Regions from separate parts of the Mus musculus genome. Here regions 1, 2 and 4 are each linked to region 3. Evidence: chromatin contacts called from public HiChIP or PLAC-seq and promoter capture Hi-C data. All regions are on one chromosome and are shown on one strand. The core of a region is the stretch at or near the end of the contact, and the rest is flanking DNA. Distances in the headings are between cores, read along the strand shown. Region 1 holds the start of Rft1 (RFT1 homolog). Region 2 overlaps Ankrd28 (ankyrin repeat domain 28). Region 3 holds the start of Nisch (nischarin). Region 4 holds the start of Tkt (transketolase).

Region 1 (2,908 bases), core at 273-2,772, 550 kb before region 3:
ACTGTGGGGTAGTTAGGGGTCAGTATGGGGGCCCTGAAAAAGTGAAGAGTACTGTCAAGGAAGATATTTGGGCAGAGACCATGACAAAAACAAAGAAACACCCAACAGGGTCTCTTTGAGGACCACTAAGGGGGCTGGGTTTTTTGTTTGTTTGTTTTGAGACAGAATTCCACTATGTCTTTCTGGCTGTTCTTGATGTATGCTATATAGACCAGGCTAGCCTCAAACTCAGAGATACACCTGTCTCCTGAGTGCTGGGATGAAGGGATCCAAATATGAGCATCTAAAATGTACTGATAAAGATGGTAGTGATGTGTAAGATGACAGGCAGTTACCAGACAGCAAGGAAGGCCAAAGAGCTTTGAAAATGGTGATTGCGTATGTTGGCCACTTTAAAAAAAAAAGTATAAAGTACTTCCAGTCTGACCCTTGACCCCGATCTGTTCTGCCCAGGCCCATGATGTGCAGATTTGAACAAGGCACCTCACACCTCCAAGGCTTACTTTTCTCCTCTCGACAACCAGGCCAAGTATCAGAGCCTTGGGAAGGTTTCTACAGAGAACTACATACATGAAAATTCTGTGTCTGACCTTCAGTCCTCAGTTCTTCCTTTGCAAAATTGGGAGAAGTCCTGTCCAGCCCAGTTGGTGGAAGGGTTATGTAACTACATTCGTGTGATCGCCAATGGCAAGAATCTCACTGATTAGTCTCTGCTGAGCACTTTGTCCCGCAGCAGCCACTGCTGGCTTGTTTTGTTCTGTTTTCCTTTGCTTTGAAACAGGGCCTTCTGCTGGGGAACAGGGAACAGGAGTACAGGGAAGATAATTAGCAGGCCTGCAAATTAGCCCAGCAGGTTAAGAGCTTACCATGTAAGCCTGCCAATCTGAGTTTGACTGCAGAACCCATGTAAAGGTGGAAAGAGAGAACTGATGCCTGAGAGTTCACTGATACACACACAACTACACTATGCAAAAACAAATAAATATTTAATTCTCATCACTTGGGAGCTGGAGACAAGAGGATCGGGAGTTCAAGGCTATCCTAGTCTCTCTAAGTGAATTCCAGGCCAGCCCTGGCTACATAGAAAGACCTTATTTCAAAATAACAGCTGGAGTTGCGGCACTTGGGAGTCAGAAGCCGAAGCCCGCAGATCACTGAGTTCAAGGCAAGTCTGCTTTGCATATCGAGTTCTATGATAGCCAAGGCTACATAATGAGACCCTGTCTTAAAAAAAAAAAAAAAAAAATCAAGCCAAAAGATATCAGTTGGGGCTAGGGGTGCGCCCCAGTTATCCCAGTGTTCCAGAGACTGCGAGTTCTAGGCCAACATGGTCTACAGGGATCGGCGCTGAACACACTCTCAAAACAACAACAACAAAAATCAAGACACCCCAAGAAAATCAAGAGACACAGCCTCAAAAGTTGTTTGGAGTCGCAGCTTCTTGTGCTCCGCCCCTGCTGTCAAAGACCCAATCAGGAGCGAGCCTGTCCGTGACGCCATTTTTCCGCGACGAAGCGGGCGCGGGCCCCGTTTCCTCCTCGGAGCTGTGGCTCTGGGGCTATGGGCAGCCAGGAGGTGCTAGGCCAGGCGGCCCGGTTGGCCTCCTCGGGTCTCCTGCTGCAGGTACTCTGCTGCGCCCGCTCCAGCGCGTGGTGCCGCGGCCAAGCCTCCCGGGGAAGCTGCTCTGGGTCCCCCGCACTGCACAGGGTTCCACGGGGGACCACGGAGGCGGGGAGGGGCGCCGGGTCTAGGAGTTGGGAGACTGCGGTCCCAGTCTTGGCTGGTGACTACAAACAAGCCATTTTCTTTCTGAGCCTTGTGTTTCCGTGTGATGATAGGAGACAGTTTAAACAACTATCAACAAACAGTAGACAGAGGCTACTTTAATCTGATATTTTAAGGGGTTCATTTCTGGAGTGTTTCACTCTTGATCCTCAAAACTGTTCTTCAACTCTGATTCTCTTTGAGTTTAGAGAGCCCATATGGCGTAGCTAAGAACAAGGATCGGGTTCAGGCAATGCTTGTCCAGTGACCTAGGACAAGTCACTTCAGCCCCTGAGCTTTTAGCTCCTTGTTGACAAAAATGAGTGTAATAGTATCTAATTCAGAAAGCAATTTGCAAGGATTGTTTGGGATCTTTTGAATAAGCTCACTTAGCGCAGTACCAGCATCCTAGTGTGCACTTAATAAACTGCATCTGCTGTGTGTCCTTGGACAGACTCTTTTTTGGCTTTGTATTTTTTTTTCTTTCTTTTGCAGATGACACTTGCTAGTTCGTCCACATGGTCCAGAGTCCACCTTCACCTTTATCCTAGAGAGGCACAAAGAGGTTAGGAGAGAGAAGCAGGCTGAATTAGATTCAGGTTAGGTGGCCCCTTTTAAGATAAGAGTTACTTGGGTTAGGTGTAGTAGCTCAAGTCTTTCATCCCAACACTCAAGAGGTTGAGTTCTCTGTGAGTTCCAATCTGAGCTCCAGTCTAGATAGGGTTACATACTTAGACCTTGTCTCAAAAAAAAGTTCAAATCAATTGGCTTTTTTTCTGAGCATCGGTTTATTCTTTTCTTCCTTCCTTCTTTCCTTCTTCGTCTTTGTCTTCTTCTTCTTTTTTTTTTTTTTTTAAAGACAAGATCTCTCTATGCCTCCCTGGCTGTCCTGTAACTCACTGTGTAGACCAGGCTGGCTTTGACCTCAGATATGCCCTGCCTCTGCTTATAGGCATGAGACACCAGTCCTGGCTTTATTTATTTATTTATGAAAAGATACTGCTATGTAGTCCAAGCTGGCCTTGAATTCTTGATGTACTTGCTGCAGTTTACAAAGTGCTGGGGTAACAAGCACATACCTCCATCCCGGCAGCTTCCTCATTTTGAATGAGAACAGCACTGCAGCTTCACAGGGTGATTAGGG
Region 2 (2,949 bases), core at 38-2,537, 580 kb after region 3:
ACAAGGCGCCCTGAACCAACCAGGCACATACGAGCTCACAGAGACTGAACTGAAGCAGCAAGCACAGGGCCTGCAAGGGTCTGCACCAGGTCCTCTGTGCGTAAATTGTAGCTATTGGCTTAGTATTTTCATGGGACTCCTGCTTATGAGAACTCTGACTCTCGTGCCCACCCTTGGGGCTCTTCTTCCTGATGGGTTGCTGTGTCCAACTCTGATATGGTTGGTTTTTGCTTCATCATGTTTTATTTTATTTTGTCATGTTTAGTTGTTATCTCTTAGAAGACTTTTCTTTTCTAATGAGAAACAGAAACCAAGTGGATCCAGGGGATAGAGGAGGGAATCAGCCTGGAGTAGAGCTACACCTTGTCCAAAACCAAAGCAATAACCTACAAACACAACAAATGCTAGGAATGTTAGGACACGGCACCCTTATATACTGCGTATGTATGGTAATGTAAATTAATCCAGCCACTATGGAAATCAACAGAGAGGTTCCTCAGGAAATTAAAAATAGAACTGTATGACCCGTCTACATCACTCAGCAGTATATACCCAAAGAAGTCAAAGTCAGCATATAACAGAGACACTACATATCTATCACTATCACAGTCCAGTGATAGCAGCAGCCAAGCTACAGAATGAGCTCAGGGGCCCCGTTCAACAGGTGAAAGGGGTATTAACTGATGAATTATGATCACGAGGGTGCAGAAAGGAGGATGGTTTTCATAGGGTAGGTTAACAGGAAACATTTGAAAATGAAATTGTCATTGCATGTGACCAAAAAAATTAAAGAGTAATTTTCCTATTTCCTATTTGTAAATATATTGTTTTCATATACTTGACGTTTTTCTTGTGACATTTATACAATGCTTTGTTTCAATCTGTTTTCTCCTGCTTTAAAAAAAGAAAAAAACAAAAAACAAAAACAAAACTCTAGAACCCTCCATTATCGGTGTGTTGTGAATCATTTAAATTGGTGGGAAAATTAACCCTGGAAGAAAATGACAAGGCTTGACTTTTCTATGTAATATGTGGCTTGCTACTTGTTGCCTACTTAGCTAACCACCACTGACCCTTCCTTCTTACAGACTACCTTTAGTTTTGTTTGGATGCCATTTCTATATTCCACATGACTTGGAGAAATCTTGAATAGTGTAAGGTGATCATGGTAATTCTATTCTACCTAGTAAGTGACTCATTTGGGAAATGACATGCTCTGAGCCAGCTTGCTCTGTCACATGCAAAGGAAAGTCATCTGTAGTGTTTCTAGGAAAGTCTCTCTTTTTTTAACCTAAAAAGGGAGAGATAGAGGGAAATGTCCCCTCCTACTGGACAACAGCATATTTGATAATGATGTTGTGAAATGTGCTGAGTATCTTATGGCTGGAGTTATCCTAGAGTCCATACTAAGTCTGACTGAGAGAAAAGCAGAAAGGAGAAAGTGAGCCACTTCCTATGGTCACAGCAGTAACTAAAGCACTCAACCTTTTACAGCATAGTATTTCAATTACTGCTACTGTGATAAGACCCTTTACTATTTAATCCAGCTTCTACTTTAAATATAAAGTATTTTCAGTTTAAAATAGCCCTAATATTAAAGAACAAATAATATCCTATTATAAATAAAAGGGCCATTAAAATATAACAATTAACCTTATATTGTCTTAAAAGCGTTTAGGTATGCCTGTGATGCTGGATATTAGGAATATGTCAAGAAAACAATAAAAATTCCAGAATGATTGTTGGCTAAGAATGAACTTGTCATAGACTCTAATAAGATATCTTCTTTGTTTTTAAGAAGTTTGAAACAAGCTATAATTAATGGAATTAACAGTTATAAGCATGGCTTTTTATAAGGTTATTAAAGCCATAAAAATGTATTAAAAAGACTTCACATCACAAACACACCAGAAAAATACTTTCGTTCTTTTAACCATAAATTTGTTATGTAGAACTACAGCATTATTTGATAAAAGGAACTAAAGAATAAGAAAAATGTCCTAAACTATCTGAGTCATTACTTGAATTTTAAAATAGTGTTCAGTATGTCTCCACCCTGTTACAGCTCAAAAAGACATGAATCATTTTCTTTAGTATTTTCCAAATGATACTTTAGGACGGAAGTGATATATACAGTTTCAATTTGTGTGTGGAATAACTAGCATACACATAAGCTACGACCTTTCTGTACTAAAGGAAATTCTTTGGGTATTTTGTGTAATTATTGCTTTAAAAAGCAAACACCGGGTAACCATAGCAACTTGTTTTTGAATTGCAAACTGTTCTTCTCAACTTTTGCAGTACAGTAACGTGATACTACATTTACCCAGGTATTTTCAAATCACAGAAAACAGCATGAATTGTAAATAATCCTTCTTTAGCCTTTTTAAAGAATTTAATGTTTATGTGTGAGACTTGCATGTATGTGTATACCATGTGAGTGCCTGTTGCTCATGGAAGCCAGAAAAAGGACATGGGGTCCCCTGGAAATGGAGTCACGGGCAGCTGTGAGCTGTCATGTGGATGATTGGCACTTAACCCAGCTCTGCTGTAAGCGTGCTAAGTCTCTGACTCAATGAGCCATCTCTTCAGTGTTTAGTTGTTTTTAGCAGGCAGAATTTAGCCTGTTTAGAATAACCTCAACTCAGCTGGGTATTATGGTACATGTCTATTATCCCACTCAAGAGGCAGAAGCAGGAAGAAAATGAACAAGGCCAGCCTGGGCTACACAGCAAGACAGCAGAACAAAACACAACAACAACAAAAGCTAGTAACAAAAGTGAGATTTGAGAGTAACACTATATTAAGGAAATAAAAGACCCTCTAATTCAAACTGGCTTCAAGTAGCTTGGCTTACTTTCAACCTACTTCTTAAGACATGAAGAAATAAATTTACTTTTCAAATATAGTAGTAGTATGTGTGTATTAGAACAGTTTTCCCTTTCATTT
Region 3 (3,018 bases), core at 341-2,840:
AGTCACATTCCGTGCATCACACCCAGTGACAAATGAGGATGGTCAGTTTGGATCATCACCTTGCTCCTGACACTAAGGGGAAGGACAAAGAGCCTCTACTGACTGCAGCTAGTCCTAGGTGAGTGACCTCATTCCTTAACTAGATCAAGCCCCACGGTCCTAGCTTCCCTTCCTCGGCCTGGAGCACGGAGAGGTTAGTGGGAACAGTGAACGAGGCTGATTCCTGACCCCAGGAGCAGCCATTTCTCCAGAGCCAGCCTGTTGCTCTAAAAGGAGCCGCTAGCGGCTTCTCTTCCTTGCAGCGGGGAGAAAGAACTAGATAGAGGAATCGCCCTCAGGATCCGGTATTAGGGTGGGAGCCAGTGGGGTGGGGCAAAGGCAGGCCCGAGGCCCTTACCTCTGTCCACCCTCCAGGGAACAAAGGACAAGGAGACGGGAGGTGCTCAGTGGGCCCCCACCACAGTGCAAGTTTTCACCTGGCAGGCTGCCCACGAGGCTCTCGGGCCTAGCATCCAACCCTATGCAGGCCCAAAGGGCGTCTAACGCCATCACAGAAACTACCCTCCTTTTTTGTTGGCTTTCCCTTGTAGCCTACAAGGATACATTAGAAGCTCGTGTCCCTCTCCCCTAAGCCGTGACGTCCCCTAAGGTTTGCAGGCCCTGTACTTCGGCCTCGAGGTAACTTCTGTGTTCTGCACGGCTGGGATCCATTCCTTTCTCCCCAGACCCCGAGGGCTCATTTTTCCATCCACCACCCCCCCCCACACACACACACACGCACGCACGCACGCACACACACACACTTCGCAGGGCTGATCTGGACTGCGACTAGTGTTTGGTTGGTGGGGGTGGAGATCGGGATCTGCTGTCTCTCCTTCACCACCTGATGATCTCTAGCCCTGGCCCTTGGTCCCATCGACCAGAGACCACCCCTTCCGCGTCCCCTTCCTCCCAGACTTCCCATGAAGGTCTCTTAGGCTGGCATTCTTCCTTGCCTGGAGGATCCAGAGGGCCTCCATCTCACCATCCCCTCCTCCCCCACCCTCTGATTGCTCCAACACAAGTCTCCTTTTCTGGTCGCGCACCCTTTCCCCAGCCCCCCTTCCCGCGCCCCGCCTAGATCCTCCTCCAGAACCTATGCGACCCGGCCCTTCCTCCGAATCCCCCATTTTTTTCGGGCTCCCTCGTCGCTACCTCGCAGAACCTTCCACGCACTCATCGAATGTGCTACCCAGGCCCCCCCCACCCCCCACTTCTCAAAGCCCCTGGGTCGAGAACTCCGGGTTCCAGGCGCTAAGCCCGCTCTGGACGCTCGCGGCCCCCCAGCACACCGTGTACGTGTCCACGAGCTCAGAACCCACGACGCGCGCCTCCTTGGCAGGCTCGGCCTCCCGCTCAGGGCCGAAGCTGAGTGTCGCAGCCGCCATGTTGCCGGCTCCACCGCTGCCGACGCCCGGCGCAGAGTGGCAGCAGCAGGGGGCGGGGTCAGCGTCCCACCGCCCCCCAGCCCCCGCTGCCCCCCGCCCGCGCCCGCGACGCCATCTTGGCCCCTCGGCCTGCTTGCGTCCTCGCCCCGCCCCTTGCCCGTAATTGACAGCACAACCAGTGGCACGCATGCGCAGCTCCTGCGGGCTTGCCCAATTTGCTTTCTGTATACCTGTGCGGCGTTCTGTCCCCTCGGGCAGTTGTGGTCATTGTCCGCTGGGCTCACAGCAGGGAAGGGCAGAGGCCATGGGCCTTCGGAACTCTCCGAAGTCACTCTGCTTCGCTTGGCCTCAGTTTCCAGAGGGGACATTAATAGGGTCTCGCCTGGCTGTTGGGTTCATTCCCTGTGTAGCAAGAGCAAAATGAATAAGACTAGACTTAGAGATGGAACAAGGACCAGAGGGACTCTCCGACACTTGGGGGGTTTGTTGTTAAAAGTACTGGTGGAGAATTGATTGTGGTGATTCTGCAGTGCTCAGTACCCCACGGGCTTTCCCCTGGCAGTGTGCTAGGCGGCACACTGGTGTGTTCAGGGAGAGCTTATATGCAGCAGACGTGCAGGTGGATGGAAGAGATATGCGCTGTCCATCTGGTTTCCCAGATGACATCCTGCAAGAGCTCAAGGTGAGGAGGAGACAGACTAGGCCTTGGACACAAGAGCGTGGCTGAAGAAACATCCATAGGGAACAACCATAGGGAAGACTTAGCTGGAGAAGAGATGACCCAACCGGAGGAGGAAAAGAGAGAATCCTGATAGACATAGGGTTCTTTAGGGACACTTGTTGACTCACAGAATGCAGCTGACTCAAACCCGAAGTGAACACTGATTGTTGTCCTTGAAAGATGGAAGGTTGCGGCGTGGTAGATCCCGCTGAAGGGCTTCAGGCCAGCCTATTCTTTGTGGGCCAGTGACTTCTTCCATTACCAGTGTCATATTATACTCTGAACCTTGCATAGGAAGTGTTTCTTGGCAGGACTTACACTGCCAGCCTCTGTTGGCATGCTACCATCTCTCAGGGGGTGTAATATAAGGTAGGGATTCTCCGGTCAGCTTGACCTCAGGCAAGTCACTGTGATTCCATAGAAGACCGAACTGTTTACTTCACATTTCCTGTGTGCTCATATTTTCATTCATTCAGGAAACTTTTTCCTGAGGTTGTTGAGGATGTGTGTGTGTGTGTGTGTGTGTGTGTGTGTGTGTATTGCATTTAGGTGCTTGCTCCCAAACCTGAAAACTTGAGTTCAGTCCTGGGTTCCTGGGAACCTAGGTAGCAGAGAGAGATAGATGACTCCTGCAAGTTGTCCTTTGACTTCCACATGCACTCATAAATAAAAGCAATACATTCTTTTTTTTTTCTTGAGACTTCCCTGGGGGTGGGGTGGGGTCTGGGGAACAGATGGCAAGAGACCTGGTCCTTGCAGTCCTTCATAGCTCCTGGCCCTAGGCAGATGATACAGGGACTTTGGCCAGCCTGAGATTACAGGGACCAGGGAGGGGGTGGAGGATATTCCAGGCAGTGGTGGGCTGGGCTG
Region 4 (2,808 bases), core at 217-2,716, 660 kb before region 3:
ATTTTATAATTTTAAAAAGGACATTCAGATATATAGAAATGAACATTCAGAAATAAAAACATATACCTCTCTAGCTTATGTTTCCATTCCCAAATAGATTATAATTTTCCACTGTGAAGAAGAGGTGGAGGAGGAGGGGGGAGGAGAAGGGAGAAGAAGAGAACAAGGAAGAGGAAGGAGGAGGAGGAGAAGAAGAAGAAGGGGAGGAGGAGGGGGGAGGAGGAGGGAGAAGAAGAGAACAAGGAAGAGGAAGGAGGAGGAGGAGGAGAAGAAGAAGAAGGGAAGGAGGGGGAGGAGGAGGAGGAGGAAGAGGAAGTTAACATCAGTGTCATTGGACAGGTGGAGAAATGAAGAACTGGACTAATAATCACTGCCCTCAGGTCCATGGGGTTGGAAGGCCCAAAGGCTTCTGAGGTTTGTTTGCCTCCTTGACCTGTTGGTGAGCAGAGGACAGAGGTGGCACTTGCCTTGCCAAGGATCTGATAGTGGAACACTCCGAGACCACAACACTCCAGTCCCAGGTCCAGCCCTTGGCAGTCAGGCACTAGGAGGGCCAGCCTCTTTGGGCAGAGCCAGCAGAAGCCAGGGGCTGTAACAAACCACACTGGCAGTCTCACTGGGACACCTGGGAAACAGGCCAGGCAGGGAGCGCTTGGGGGAGGGGTGCTCACTTGCACAGGGCCCATTGTCTCATGACTCTGAGTTTGAGCTCTGTGGAGGACACAGAGAGGACCTGGACCAAAGCTGTACTGGTGCCTTCCTCTGCCTCTGCCCAGCACCCACTCACAGGCTTGCCTTTATATCCTCTCTGTAAATTGCAACAACCTCCGCCTCTGGAAACGGTATTGACCCGAGTGTGTGTCATGGATCCAATGAGACAGATCCAACGAGACTGTGAAGGCAACGCTTTCTGTTACAGCTGCTCAGTCCTCTCAGCTCCACCAGATCTGGTAAGAGCAGTAGGTGCTAACTGTCTCTACAGAGGCAAACCCAGTAATCTCTCTGAATCCACTCTTGTCCGTTGGCTCTAGTAGTCTGAGACCAGCATACTCCTAGTAACTTCTCAGTATTACCGTTTCTGGCAGTGTATATTTATTCTCATGTCTGGGATCTTTTTGGACTGAGGATAATCTGCTGCAGCGCTACCCACCAACCCTGTAATCTCAATCTAACCTTGCCAAGCCTCAACCTTTTCCTTAGAAAAGTGCAATTACTGATTAGTATCTCTCTTCTCAGTCCTACCCAAGTCAGCCGCGGAACTCTGAGCCATGCTTAGAACCAGGAATAGTGGCGAAGTTACTTTGTTGCTACTGTTTGTGTGTGATTAATTCCAACAGGGCACTGTGCTGGGAGAGAGCCCCCAGGCCTGGCGACTTCCGAGAGTCCACTAAATGCGGGGCGTGGCCAGAGGCCACTCGTCGGCCTGGGGTGATTCGGCGCCCCGCCCCACCTCCGCCCCGCCCCCCATGGGCGGGTCCTAAGGAGTCTTAACGCGCCCGCCCGCAGCACCCGTCCTCGGTCACTGCTGGTCGCTTCCTGAGCCGCTGCTGGCTCTGTGTCTCTGTCCTCAGCGTTCTCGTCCTCGTCCTCGTCCTCGTCCTACCACGCCATGGAAGGTTACCATAAGCCAGATCAGCAGAAGCTCCAGGCCCTGAAGGACACAGCCAATCGCCTGCGCATCAGCTCCATCCAGGCCACCACCGCGGCAGGCTCAGGGTGAGCGCGCGCTTCTGGCGGGGCTGGGAGCCGGGTCCCGCGGCCTCCCTGGCTCCGTGTCGCGTAGCACGATGTCGCCACGAGGGCGCGGTCAGATGGCGGAGCCTTCCGCTGCTCCGGAGCGGCCGGGTTCGACCGCGTGGGCCTCAGGTCTCGCGAGCACCTCCAGCCGGCCCGGGCTTCCCGGTTCTCGCTGCGCCCGGGCGCGCCTCCTCGCTCTGCGGCTGCAACCCGGAGGCCACCATGACTGCTGGCGGGAGAAACCTGAGCACGTGTGGGCTCCAGCTCTCCACCAGCATGTTGGTTCCACTGGTTTGCAGATGGGGAAACTGAGATTCCGGCTTTATATCAGTTGTCCAAAGTCACAGTGAGAGCTGGAATTTCAGCCCTTGCAATGTAGGCAGAGAATGTGTGTAGAGCCCACCATTTTGCAGTAGACTGGGGGCCCACCCTTCTCTGCATCTCTAACCACGCTCCCCTCCTCGACACTTCTTGCCTCTCCTGCTATGTGTGGGCTGGGGTCCCGGTGCTGCTGAAGACTCCAGGGTGGGGGCAGGGAGGTGACGATGCAACACCAAGAGAGGCTTAGACCCGAGCAAGGAGGTTGGAGTGCGAGTCTGGGGAGAAGGGAGCTTGTAGAAAGAAGGGGCGAGGCCCACGCGAAATAGGAAGTTCTGGGCTAACGGTGTTTGCACACTGGGTGGTTTCAAGAAATTCTAAGGTCTCCATTGGGCCTGGTATGAGACCTTGAGACAGAGAGATCTGGGCTTCTTGGAATGGTTTGGGGTTCTGGGGAGGGAGATTTTAGGAACCCAGACAAACTGTGAGCTTAGAACAAAGACCAGGATTCTGGATTTTGGCCAGTTCCATACAGAACATATTATTAAAGGAGTGCATTTCTCTTGCCTTTTACCGTGGGTTCCTCCTTACTTAGCCCTTGTGCTTTTAAGACGGGATGTCCTCAGAAGGTTTGAACTGGGAACCCTTTGCCACCCAACTTCCCATGCATACTTTGGACCTGTTATCTGTCTTGGCTTTAGATTGCTGCCTATGATAGAGGGTGCTCCCTGCCCAATTAAGAGACCTGACTTC

The links. Promoter capture Hi-C pulls out the DNA fragments that hold promoters and counts their contacts. HiChIP or PLAC-seq counts read pairs in DNA pulled down with a chosen protein or histone mark.
Region 1: a contact with region 3 is called in a promoter capture Hi-C map of erythroid cells, with 4 times the contacts expected there. The contact joins the promoter of Rft1 here to the promoter of Nisch in region 3. A contact is called at or near these places in 2 of 39 promoter capture datasets (erythroid cells and liver).
Region 2: an H3K4me3 HiChIP or PLAC-seq map of bone marrow-derived macrophages shows a contact between it and region 3, with 3 times the contacts expected there. The contact joins the enhancer-like site here to the promoter of Nisch in region 3. A contact is called at or near these places in 4 of 39 promoter capture datasets (the 3T3-L1 cell line, HPC-7-derived erythroid cells, neutrophils and 1 more), 2 of 115 datasets of contacts at active chromatin or transcription factors (bone marrow-derived macrophages and memory CD8 T cells) and 1 of 9 other capture datasets (adipose tissue).
Region 4: a promoter capture Hi-C map of erythroid cells shows a contact between it and region 3, with 5 times the contacts expected there. The contact joins the promoter of Tkt here to the promoter of Nisch in region 3. A contact is called at or near these places in 2 of 39 promoter capture datasets (erythroid cells and liver).

What each region holds. Positions count from the first base shown.
Region 1 is chr14:30,652,853-30,655,760 of GRCm38.p6, forward strand. It overlaps Rft1 (RFT1 homolog), which reads left to right and starts at 1,523. Exons shown (of 13, transcript NM_177815.3): 1 at 1,523-1,623. The coding sequence starts at 1,561.
Region 2 is chr14:31,784,579-31,787,527 of GRCm38.p6, forward strand. The region is part of intron 1 of Ankrd28 (ankyrin repeat domain 28); the gene reads right to left. Among named protein-coding and RNA genes, the nearest start is that of Ankrd28, 44 kb to the right of the region's middle. Within about 2 kb of position 1,288, at least 45 of the 459 cell types and tissues checked have an H3K27ac peak or open chromatin away from gene starts, as enhancers often do. A contact at or near this core is called in bone marrow-derived macrophages and pre-B cells, where this site is marked.
Region 3 is chr14:31,205,236-31,208,253 of GRCm38.p6, forward strand. Nisch (nischarin) reads right to left here and starts at 1,591. Exons shown (of 21, transcript NM_022656.2): 1 at 1,332-1,591. The coding sequence starts at 1,427.
Region 4 is chr14:30,547,665-30,550,472 of GRCm38.p6, forward strand. It overlaps Tkt (transketolase), which reads left to right and starts at 1,467. Exons shown (of 14, transcript NM_009388.6): 1 at 1,467-1,716. The coding sequence starts at 1,610.